2 separate regions of the Zea mays genome follow, and region 1 is linked to region 2. The links are chromatin contacts, called in public Hi-C maps. All regions are on one chromosome and are shown on one strand. The core of a region is the stretch at or near the end of the contact, and the rest is flanking DNA. Distances in the headings are between cores, read along the strand shown.

Evidence for each region. Hi-C and Micro-C count contacts between places; a contact is called where the count stands out from the background.
Region 1: a Hi-C map of leaf shows a contact between it and region 2, with 2.4 times the contacts expected there. The contact joins the promoter of LOC100285217 here to the enhancer-like site in region 2. A contact is called at or near these places in 8 of 25 Hi-C or Micro-C datasets (bundle sheath, ear, endosperm and 3 more) and 1 of 3 datasets of contacts at active chromatin or transcription factors (seedling).

The regions. Positions count from the first base shown.
Region 1 is chr7:96,756,828-96,761,760 of Zm-B73-REFERENCE-NAM-5.0, reverse strand. LOC100285217 (WRKY74 - superfamily of TFs having WRKY and zinc finger domains) reads right to left here and starts at 1,821. Exons shown (of 2, transcript NM_001413656.1): 1 at 1,321-1,821; 2 at 1-1,205. The coding sequence starts at 1,571. The coding sequence ends at 629.
Region 2 is chr7:96,711,119-96,716,700 of Zm-B73-REFERENCE-NAM-5.0, reverse strand. No RefSeq gene overlaps it. Among protein-coding and RNA genes, the nearest start is that of LOC100285217, 46 kb to the left of the region's middle. Within about 2 kb of position 3,085, at least 17 of the 20 cell types and tissues checked have an H3K27ac peak or open chromatin away from gene starts, as enhancers often do. A contact at or near this core is called in bundle sheath, ear, endosperm and 4 more, where this site is marked.

The sequences.
Region 1 (4,933 bases), core at 572-3,071, 46 kb before region 2:
CGGCAGAGAGCAACTCATGGTAACAGCTGCCTCAGATTCCCATTCCCTAGCGTTCATCGGTTACATTACATCCAGCAGATCACGCTAAGAAGCTTGAGACATAGATGTCGAGGTCCTCGAGAAACTCGCCGTCGGCTCTGTCGATCGCTGACATGACTTCCTCGAACTCGAACTGCGCGGCAGCGGCGGCGGCGACCTCGAAAGGCGGGAAAGAGACGACGTGGTTGGAGTCCGAGGTCGCCGGGGACACGCCCCAGTTCTCGGACGTGGACGGTGCGGAGAAGGGGCTGCGCTCCGGCACAAGGCACGCCGGCGTGGAGGAGAAGAGAAAGGGCGTGGGCGCGTCCTCCCAGCCCCGCCGCTGCTGCTCTGGCTCCAGGGCCGGCCCCTCGGTCTTCACCATGAGGTTGGCGTCGTACTCCGGCGCCTGCGCGTCCGCGGCAGCCTGACGACCCGCCGTCGCTGCCGCCCTCTGGCTCTGAACGCAGGTGTGGTCGCCGAGGTAGACGACGTCGAAGAAGGCCGGGTCCTCGTCGGTGCGCTGCACTTGCTTCGTCGCCGCACATCCCTGAGAGCTCTTGTGCGTGCAGCGGTAGTAGCCCCTGGAAATTTCGCACGGTGGATCATGTCAGGTCCGGGCAGGTAGGTCAGGCAGGCCCATGAGATTTTGCTTGTGAGCTCCGGCATCTTGTTTGTTAGGGGAAAAAAGAGGAGGAGGAGGAGGAGGAGGAGAAGGAGAAGAGAGAATTTTCTTGTGCATCCAGAGCAAGATTCGCACGATATGATGAATCCCTGTTCGCCCCCGACATCGGACAAAAAGTGGAGGCCAGCCAAACAATTGCAAAACAAGACAAGCAAAAAGAGGCTGTACTGACATTTCCACCAGGACAATACTAGCTGCAGCCCCGCCATGGAAAGAAGACAAAGAAAGCAGAGGCAAAATGATTTCGATTCCACTTGCGAAGTTGCGATAAGAACACGTGCAGATGAGATTGGGCTGTGGAGTGTGGAAAAGATGAAGGAGGGGGGAAAAAAATCTTCTGATAGCACAGCATGTGTCAAGTGGGCACCTTGGGTGCTTGGCTCCAAGGATCTCCTTCTGGCCGTACTTCCTCCAGCTGTAGCCGTCGTCGGCCGGATGGTCGCCGCCGCCGCCTCCGGCCGAGCCCACCCTCACCTCATGCCTCTTCTTGTCCATCCTCTTCCTGCAAAGTAAATCAATAGTTTAAACTTTAAAGCCACTTGGCTTGAGAGACCCAATAATTCGTTAAGAAGGTTTATGTATGGTAATCAGGAAGGTCGTCGATGGGATGATGATACCTTTTCTTGGTAGTAGCCCTGATGAAGGGCGGCGCGTCAGAGGCGCCGCCGTGGGGGCTTGATGAGGTGGCGGTGATGAGCAGGCTGATGGAGCGGTCGGTGATGGAGGAGATCTGCGAGGCGAGGTGCTTGCAGAGGTCCGGCGAGGAGCCGCCGAGGTGCCCCTCCAGCTGCATCGCCAGCTCCTTGAGGTGGCCCAGCTCCGTCACCACCAGCCGGCTGCCTCCATTGCCGTCGATAACGCTGGCCATCGATCGATCGACCGACCGACCTATTCTGTCTGTGTTGCTGGCTAGCTGCAGGAGCAGGTTCGGATATGGCAGGGCAGGACTCTGGGCGGCCGCCGGGTGATCGATGGCGTTAGTTGGCGATGTGTGGCAACGGTGCTGCGAAACTGGAGGCACCGCAGGAGTAGGACTGCGTCGCGGCAGCTGCTGGGAGAAGAGAAGAGGCAATTGGGGGAGGTGGTGGGTGGCTGGGTTGTGGTGTGTGTGACCGTGTGAGGGAGTGAGGCGAGCTGCCCCTTATTTATAACTAGGTAAGTATCCGTGCGTTGCAACGGAAAAAAATAGTGTAACAATAACATATATATGGCTATATGTTGTGTTGTTAATTAAAATTAAGTTGCATCTGGACTTTGTAGTGACAATTGGTTGTAACCTTGAAGGCTGAAAATTGATGTTGTTCTTGATCCTAACCATGCTCCAAACTTGCTTGCCAGGTTTATTTGTAAGTTCAAAATTATAGACCAAAATTAGGTGAAAAGACCATCTGAATGGAAATTTTCTTTTCCCAGTAAACTGCATATTTGCCTTCGCCTACCTATCCATTGTTTTAATCTCTATATAAGAACAGTCATGCGAAGTTTGTCTATTAAAAAATCCATCGCTATAATAACAATACCTTTTTTGCTGCTTTAGCATTATTATCCATCAATCCTTCAATTCGGTGTTGTATCTTGATGCCTGAGGGTAGAAAGAACGATCTTCGTTGCACCCAGTAGTCTTGATTGAAAGAAGTGTATACTGCTGCACTTCTCAGAATTTATGGACATTTCTCTGAACCTGAACCTAAAAAACATAGTTGATCATTATTGAGAACAAATGGCATATCAGAATTGTTGCTACCCTATTATTTAAGCATAATGACGTAGTCACATGGATGCAACTTGCGAGCCGATTTTGAGCCAAGCCAAGCCTACTCCTTCAACTCGTTGAGTGGAGACGACAGTGGTTTCTAGGCGAGCGGACGATGCGAGCGCAGGTGGCGGCGACTGGTTGGGGGCCGGAAGACGCGGACATGCGAGGGGACCGGGCGGAAGACACAGACGATGGCGTTTTCTAGGCAAACGGGTGAGGGTATCGAGTGCAGGTCGATTAGGAAGAAATGCATGGGGTTTTCTATAAAAGGATGATGCATGACGACCGCTAAACCGTCGTTGGATTTCTATGCACTTAAAGAGAATTAATCCACGTAAGCTTCATAATAAACAGTAATGCATAGAAAAATAATATGTTTCTAAAATTCTAAACCATCGTTGGATGATCTAGAACAAAAATAGATGTTTCTGTTCAAAAATGTGGTAACAATATTTAACATTGGTTAAAATATTCAATTATCACAAAATTTCTGAATTCTATGCAATTTAAACAATAATTAATCCACGTTGGTTTCATAATCAACTGAAAATTGCATAAAATCAATAAAGTACCAAAGTACGCAGCGGAATAAAATAGTCCATAAATTCTCTGTAATTTGTTAGATTTAAAAAAAATATTTCTGATTTTTCTGAATTTTATGTACTATTTTTCTGATTTCTTTTCAGTTTTCACTATTTCCAGGAATAATAATAAAAAATCGCTGGAAAAAAATTGCTGGCCATGTAGCCCAGCCACGCACTGGCGACCCATGGGAGGAGAGGGCGCGCGCGCCTGGGACCAGTAGACGGCAGCCCAACACAGCTGGGAGAGGGCGGTGCCCACCTAAGTCGCAACCTGGAGCTGGGCTGCGCATTTGGCCCACGCAGCGTCCCCTTCCCTTTAATTGATCTCAGCCATCAGTGCCGATCCGATAGTCCAGATTCATCTCAGTGTTCTATATAATGCGGAATAATCGGCCAGGGACTAAGCCCTAGTTTATTTGCTCCATTCACCCAGCCGCCTCTCAACACATTGCCTGTAGCCGAACCCACCCGCCGTAGGGAGCATGCCGACCGCGCCTGCTACTTGCTGTTCATTCTGGCCGCATGGCCATTGCCACAGGCACTTGGCTGCATGGTCATCTCTATCTGATTTTGTTCTTTTTTATTTCTTGGTTCTAGCCTTGACGAACGTCCAGCATGCCTCCTCTGTGTTATATTTTTTTCAGCCGCACAAGAACAGCTCTCTGTTTATCGATCTGTCTCTCTTCCTTCTCTCTCTGCGAGTTCGCCTGTCTCTGTTTTTCAGCCGCCTCTGCACTAAAAAAAACGACCGAAACTTCATGAGCACTGGCCCCGCAGACCCTGCCGCCAGCTAGCTCATCCCTTCGGGCGGGTGAGCTGCTGTCGGCCGGGAACTGACGGCGGTCCGAGCACGACAGCTCGGGAGTGGGTAAGACGAGTCGGTCTCTTGACCGTCTTTAACTTTTAAAAACTCGGATCTAGTCCTCATTTACTCGAATCCCTTACTGTGTGAATGAATGTATGAGATGGATGTAATGTAATATTCGGGATCGAGTTATGAGTTGATAAAACATAGATCCATGGCCTTGCGTTATTTTCTGTGATGATTTTCTGTACCTTTGACTAAAAACCAATCTATGGATTATATTGATAGTGCTCTGTACACTTAATCCATGCGTGGTTTCTGTTTCTTATTGACTGTTTCTTGGCCGTGAATTTAAAAAAAAATCCGAGCCTTGAGATCTCTGTTGACCCGGTTTAGAACCTTTTAGGGTTAGGTTATTAAACTCTAACCCTAAAATGTCGATCTTTTTTGCTATCTCAAATTTGATGGGTTTGGCCGAGACTAAGTCTCTCATTGGCCGAAAACGCTAGATTTAGTTTTATGTAAACCCTAACTCGAGAGTTCTAAGATTCTTTGTATTCTATTCTAATCTCTCTATTTTCGGGTCATGAACTATGATAAAAAAATGAGTTCAATCACATTTATCTGAGACCTTTCTGTTATCTCATAAAACTGATTCGGATTAGGAGATGGGTCTGAGAATGCCTAGAAATAGATAAAAGCTCCTTCGTGTAGCAGGAAAGAACATGAGTGCTATTGTGCTATTGGTTAGAAGGGATGAGTTGTGTTTGCTGTATATGTTGGTCAGAGTTCGATCACTATGTGGCGTATTTTTTGGCTATTTTAATGGCTGGATGGCTGTTGGCAGAACCAGACGAATGGGAAAGGCAAAGGGATAGGAGCTGGGAATGGGGTCAGTTGGGAATGAAGCAAACACACAGGAGTTGGGAATGAAAACAGAGTTGGGAATGGGAACTGTTGGGAATGAAAACGGAGTTGGGAATGGGAATGGCAGAACCAGGAATGGGGCAGCTTACCCCTTGCGTTCTTAATTAGTAGTATAGATAACGGACGGAAAAAAAAACAAGGGTACCCGTTACTTTCGT
Region 2 (5,582 bases), core at 1,836-4,335:
GTTTTTGGAAATACAATTCGCAGAGCAATTGGCATTGCAGGATCTTGATCTGCAATTGCTCACAAACCATTATTTGACTATCACAATAAATTATTTGTCGTGTTAGCATAACAAATTCACATACCACATACCTGTTAGCATAACTCTTGGTCCCTCTCATCCCATACATGTTTTGAATGAATTGAAAGCCCATTCAAAAGTCTGAACTGTTTCATCTCCCAACAACACAAATCCAAACATTGTACATTACAGATGGCTGTTAGCTCCAATAAACATGCCTAGTGGTTAATCATATCTATTGGTCCTGTGTGTTGTATCAAAGGTCACAGCATCAGCATAATCTGCATATTCCCCCTGCATACTTGCGAGTGACCAAAAAATACTCACAATTTTCCCATCCTTCTCTAGCTGAAAATCACAAAAACATTGTGGATTCTGTTCTTGCATTCCGTAAAGAAAGACAGAAGTTTGGCTACATCATTTGCGCAGTTTTCTCGTCTCCTTGCTGTCCTCCTACAATTGTTGTACAAAAAATGACCATCCAAACATTTACTATAGTAATATCTATGGCACTCAATATATACATAGTCAACACAAAAGATTTCTTACATGTTTTTCAGATCTTGAGCAGTTACCGGTACGTTCTCTAGCCCATCATGCATGTCTCATATAAAATCAACTATGCAATGCCGGGGCACTCGGCTTTCATGCATTGCATCAACAAAATTTATGAATTCCGCATCCCGACTTTTGTTGCAACGTAGATGTTGTTTCTTTGCTTCGTCAGTTATGAACTCATGGCTATGTTCCAAATTCACCAGTTCAATCTTTGCAGCTACCACATTTTTTTCATCATCATGTATTTTTTTAATTTGATTCCAGCCTTACATTGCGTACGGCCAGAATTCCTATTCCTCATCCTAGGTGTATCATTTGGTTTTGGTGCACTTTTACCTTCACGTGAACAATTTATCCACTTACTGAATGTCTTCTCCCTGTATTTCTTCAATGGAAATCCAACTTCATATGCATACCTTTTATAAAATGTATATGCATCATCAATAGCCTTGAAAGTCATCCCTACTGTTGGCACTATATTCGGATCAATGTTTTTTTTGCTGCAATTCATTGACAATGTTGTTTGTACCACGGATTATGATCATAACAATCAAATCAATCAAGAATCAAATACAACAATTGTACTTACATGTGAATGCAGTATTTGAGGCATATCCATCTCCCTGGAGCTAATATTGGACATCGGAGGTCGAATCCGTTGTTCTCCTTCCTCCCCATTGCTTATCTCGTCGATTACATGCCCCAGTAGAACAGGAGGTGGTGTAACCATTAAGTTACCATCAACTAGTCCCTCAGTGTCTGGACGAATCCGACCGCCATCTCCTACCATCGCCGGCGATTGTCTAGAGCCGGCCATCTCCACCGCCAACTAGTTCTGCAATGTGGGGGTATTTCGAATGAAAGGAAATCACAGATGCTATACTAAACAAGTAAGTGCATCCACGTTTCCAGGGTATTTCCATAATTTCCGAACCCGTACCGATAATGTAGCAATTTACATGTAATCCAAATATCCCTAACTCACTATTTACGCACAATGACTCAATGTTTTATGCCAAACGTTATATAATATATACGCAACATCTATAGCGTAACTATTTTATGCCATATCTTTTAACATCTTATTCGATATTATATTTACCTGCCGCCATTATGCTCCATGCAAGATCCATAAATTCCGCGCCCACGTTTCAGAGTAACCACGTTTGCATGAGGAATCTAATCCCTATAATTCCGCCCACTACCATATGTTTACCGCCTTGCCGTTACGAACCGAGTCACGGCACCGTCGGTCCTGCATGTTATCTGTCTTGTCTCCATCATACACACGCACGTTCGGTTCAGCGGACCAGACCCCTGTTACCGACCCGGGCTCTCTTTAATATTCGAAGCCCAGAGCTCCCGTTATACCTGCCATATATATATATATATATATATATATATATATATATATATATATATATATATATATATATATATATATATATATATATATTGTGAGTGTGTCATCTTTTTTTAAAAAAATCCCGCATAGAACAGACGAAAAATGAAAAAGAGCCCTAGTGGTGGTACTCCATCTATCATATTGTTAGCTACTACCAGCTGATGTGTGATTGTCATCGAAAAAAAAATTACTACTTCCCTGCTTGTTTTCTCTGGACACCCGGCCGCCACTGATAATTAGCGGCGCAACCAGTTACGTTCTGTTGAGAAGCAGCTACAAATCCATGCATGCATCCGCCACTAGCTAGCTAGGAGGGGAGTTGGTACGTACGATACAGTATTCCAAGGAAATTATTAGTGGTGGATGCTCTGAATTTTAAACAAAGCTAAAGATGGATCGATCTAATTAATCTATATTCACGCGGCTTCGTCATTCTTCGGTCGCGCGTCCGTGATGACGACGACAGCATCGGGTTGTGACTGCTGCAGGGTAGTGCTGGGAATCTGGGCTGGGTTTTTTGGGCCAGCACGAGCACGGTCCGAAAATAAGAGCCCAAAGCACGGCTCGGCACGAAATAATATGGGCCGGGCTAGCACGGTCCGAAGGCGGGTCTGAGTCGAGCCTCAAATTCCGACCCGTTGGGCCCCCAGTACGGCCCGCATAGATGGGCCGGACTTGGGACGGCACGGCCCAATTAAGCCTAATCTATTTAATTTCTTTAATTTAGTAAGATATTAACTTTATATTGTTGTTATATTTGGAGTTTATGTGGTTAAATGATGTTATAATTGTTTAATATTTTTAATTTAGTAAGCTATGAACTTTATATGGTTATAATATTTCTATTTTATGTGGTCAAATATACGGGACGGGCTTGGGCCGGCACGGCCCAACGAAGGCACGACGTGGTTTAGGGCTGGGCCGGACCACTGTTTTTACACTTCGGGATGGCATGGCACGGCCCAAAAATTGTTTAGGCTTTCCTGGCCCGAACCCGTTTGATACGAAGCACGACGGGCTTGGACCGAGCTGGCCCGGCTTGGCCCAATTCTCAGCACTACTGCAGCTGCAGGAGATCGTCGTAACGACAAACACACTGACAGATGATCGATCGACGTACGCACACGTACTGTGTGCTTCCAACTTCGCAGGCTTTTTTCCGTCACCGCTGAAAAGTATCACTTGGGGCTGCGCCTGTGCGCGAAAAAAAACGTCGAGCTGCGGACTGTGACGACGACGCGGCCGGCGACCGGGCAAAAAAGAAATGCAAATCCAAAGCATGCATGCGCCAGCGACGTTTATGTGATCATGCTCCGCCAAATTAGCTTGCTGCTTAATTGGACACCACACCGTGTGGCGCCCGGCTTCTTCCTCCTGTCCCGTCGCTTGCAAGGGGAAAACAGCACGCGCGATCCCATCCATCCATCCATGTAAAAATAAACCTAGCTAGCTCGTGGGATGTGCTCAAGTGCGTGCGTGCATGGATGCATGCATGCCTGCCGCCGGAAAGGTGGATCCGTCGGTCTTTTATGTGTGGACCGGCGAAATTACTACTAGCTCGGCCCGGCCGGTCTCCATTGATTAATTGTGGGGCGCTGGGCCTCATCACTGGGCTGGCCGGGGGACAGGACTTGGTCTCTCCAAAACGATGGATCCACGACGGAGACCGCCGGTATGGCGTGTATGACCCACCCACACTGATTGATTTGGAAACCAAAGCATGAGAAATAGACTGCATACACAACATGAGAACGGATCAGCTGCAAGTAATTAGTGCAAACCGTGTGCAAGCAGTTATTGTTAGGAATTTTAGGCATTTTTATTTTAGACTTCCACCACCGAAATTTGGCTCTTTGCCGAGTGCCAAATATTTTGTCGAGTGTTTTTTTTGAGCACTCGGCAAAGTAGCTACACAAAAAAACTCTCGATAAAAAAATACTCGGCGAAGAAGCTCTTTGACGAGTGTTTTATTTTTGACACTCGGTAAAGAGCTTCTTTGCCGAGTGTCAAAAATATAACACTCGACAAAGAGCTCTTTGCCGAGTGTTTTTTTTTCAACACTAAGCAAAGACAATTTAAAAATCACATTTTAAAGAAGTAAATTAATTCAAATGAAAAAGTTTTCAACTACAAATTTGTATAACTCATCATGATGTACAATTTATATTTTGAACATTTCTTTATATGACAAAATAAAAATAAATTTGTTCATAAAACATATATATTTCTCGTAGTTTATGAAACTACGAGAGAGATGTATAAGATTTGTGCATATTGTTAGAACCATCATGTGAGATGAACAAATGACAAACAACCAAAATAAACTTTGTAGATCTTGAGAAGTTATAGAATTTTGTAGTTGGCAACTGTTTCATTTGAAGTCATCTTGTCAACGAAAATTAGATCTAAATTTAAAAAATTAAAATTTTGAATTTTAAAAACGACCTTGAAAGAAAAAACCACCAACATGAAAGTTGTAGTCATTGAAGAGTTATGAAATTTTGTAGTTGACAATATTTTGGTTTGAAATCATCTTGTCAGGCAAAACTATGTTTGAATTTTCAAATTTGAATTTTCCAAACTAACTCGAATGAAAAAATCATCAAAATAAAAGTTGTAGATCTTGAAATGTAATGAAACTTTGTAATTGACAATTTTTTGCTTTGAAATCATCTTATCATTGAAAAATTTGTGTGAAGTTTTTAAATTTGAAATTCAAATTTTGTAAACAACCTTGGATGTAGAAACTATCAAAATAGAACTTGTAGATCTCGAAAAATTATGCAACTTTATAGTTGGTCACATTTTCAAATGAATTCATTTAGTGCCTTAAAATAATCAAATTACTCTCGATTGGTTATAGTACATGAGGAATGAAAACGTAATATAGACATAATTGATGTAGTAGTGTAGTGGTAAAGGAGGGTATGCGCGAGAGAGATGTTGCGAGTTCGAATCTCACCATTCACAAAACATGTAAATTTGATTCAAAATAATAGTGAAAAATGATGTTGCGAGTTCGAATCTCACCATTCACAAAACATGTAAATTTGATTCAAAATAATAGTGAAAAATGATTAGGACGTGTGTATTGTAATATGGTAATATAGGTAGTGGTTGGAGAGTTGTTTCTATAATTTTAAAAATGTTTTGTTGTTTTTTGGGGGTTTTCGATTTTTAATTTGTCGAGTGCTTTTCGACACTCGGAAAAAAGTACTCGGCAAAGAACCTTTTGTCGATAAAATATTTGCCGAGTGTAAAATAGCCTTTGCCGAGTGTCTTAGACACTCGACAAAGAACGCGATTCCGGTAGTGTTCGTCTAGAAATAGCATGTAAGATTTTTTATGCTACTTGCAACATATAGTACCAATGAAGAATTAAGATACCGATCAGTAGATAAACAACCCACAGAAGGTTTATGATGTACTCGGCACAGGGACCCATGATTAAAGCACCGGTTGCTCCAATCGCACGATATAGTGCGTTGTTCGACGTCGTCGATTGGGGCTCGATGCAGGTCCATGTACGCAATATAGTCCCTCGAATGTCTTCCAGAAA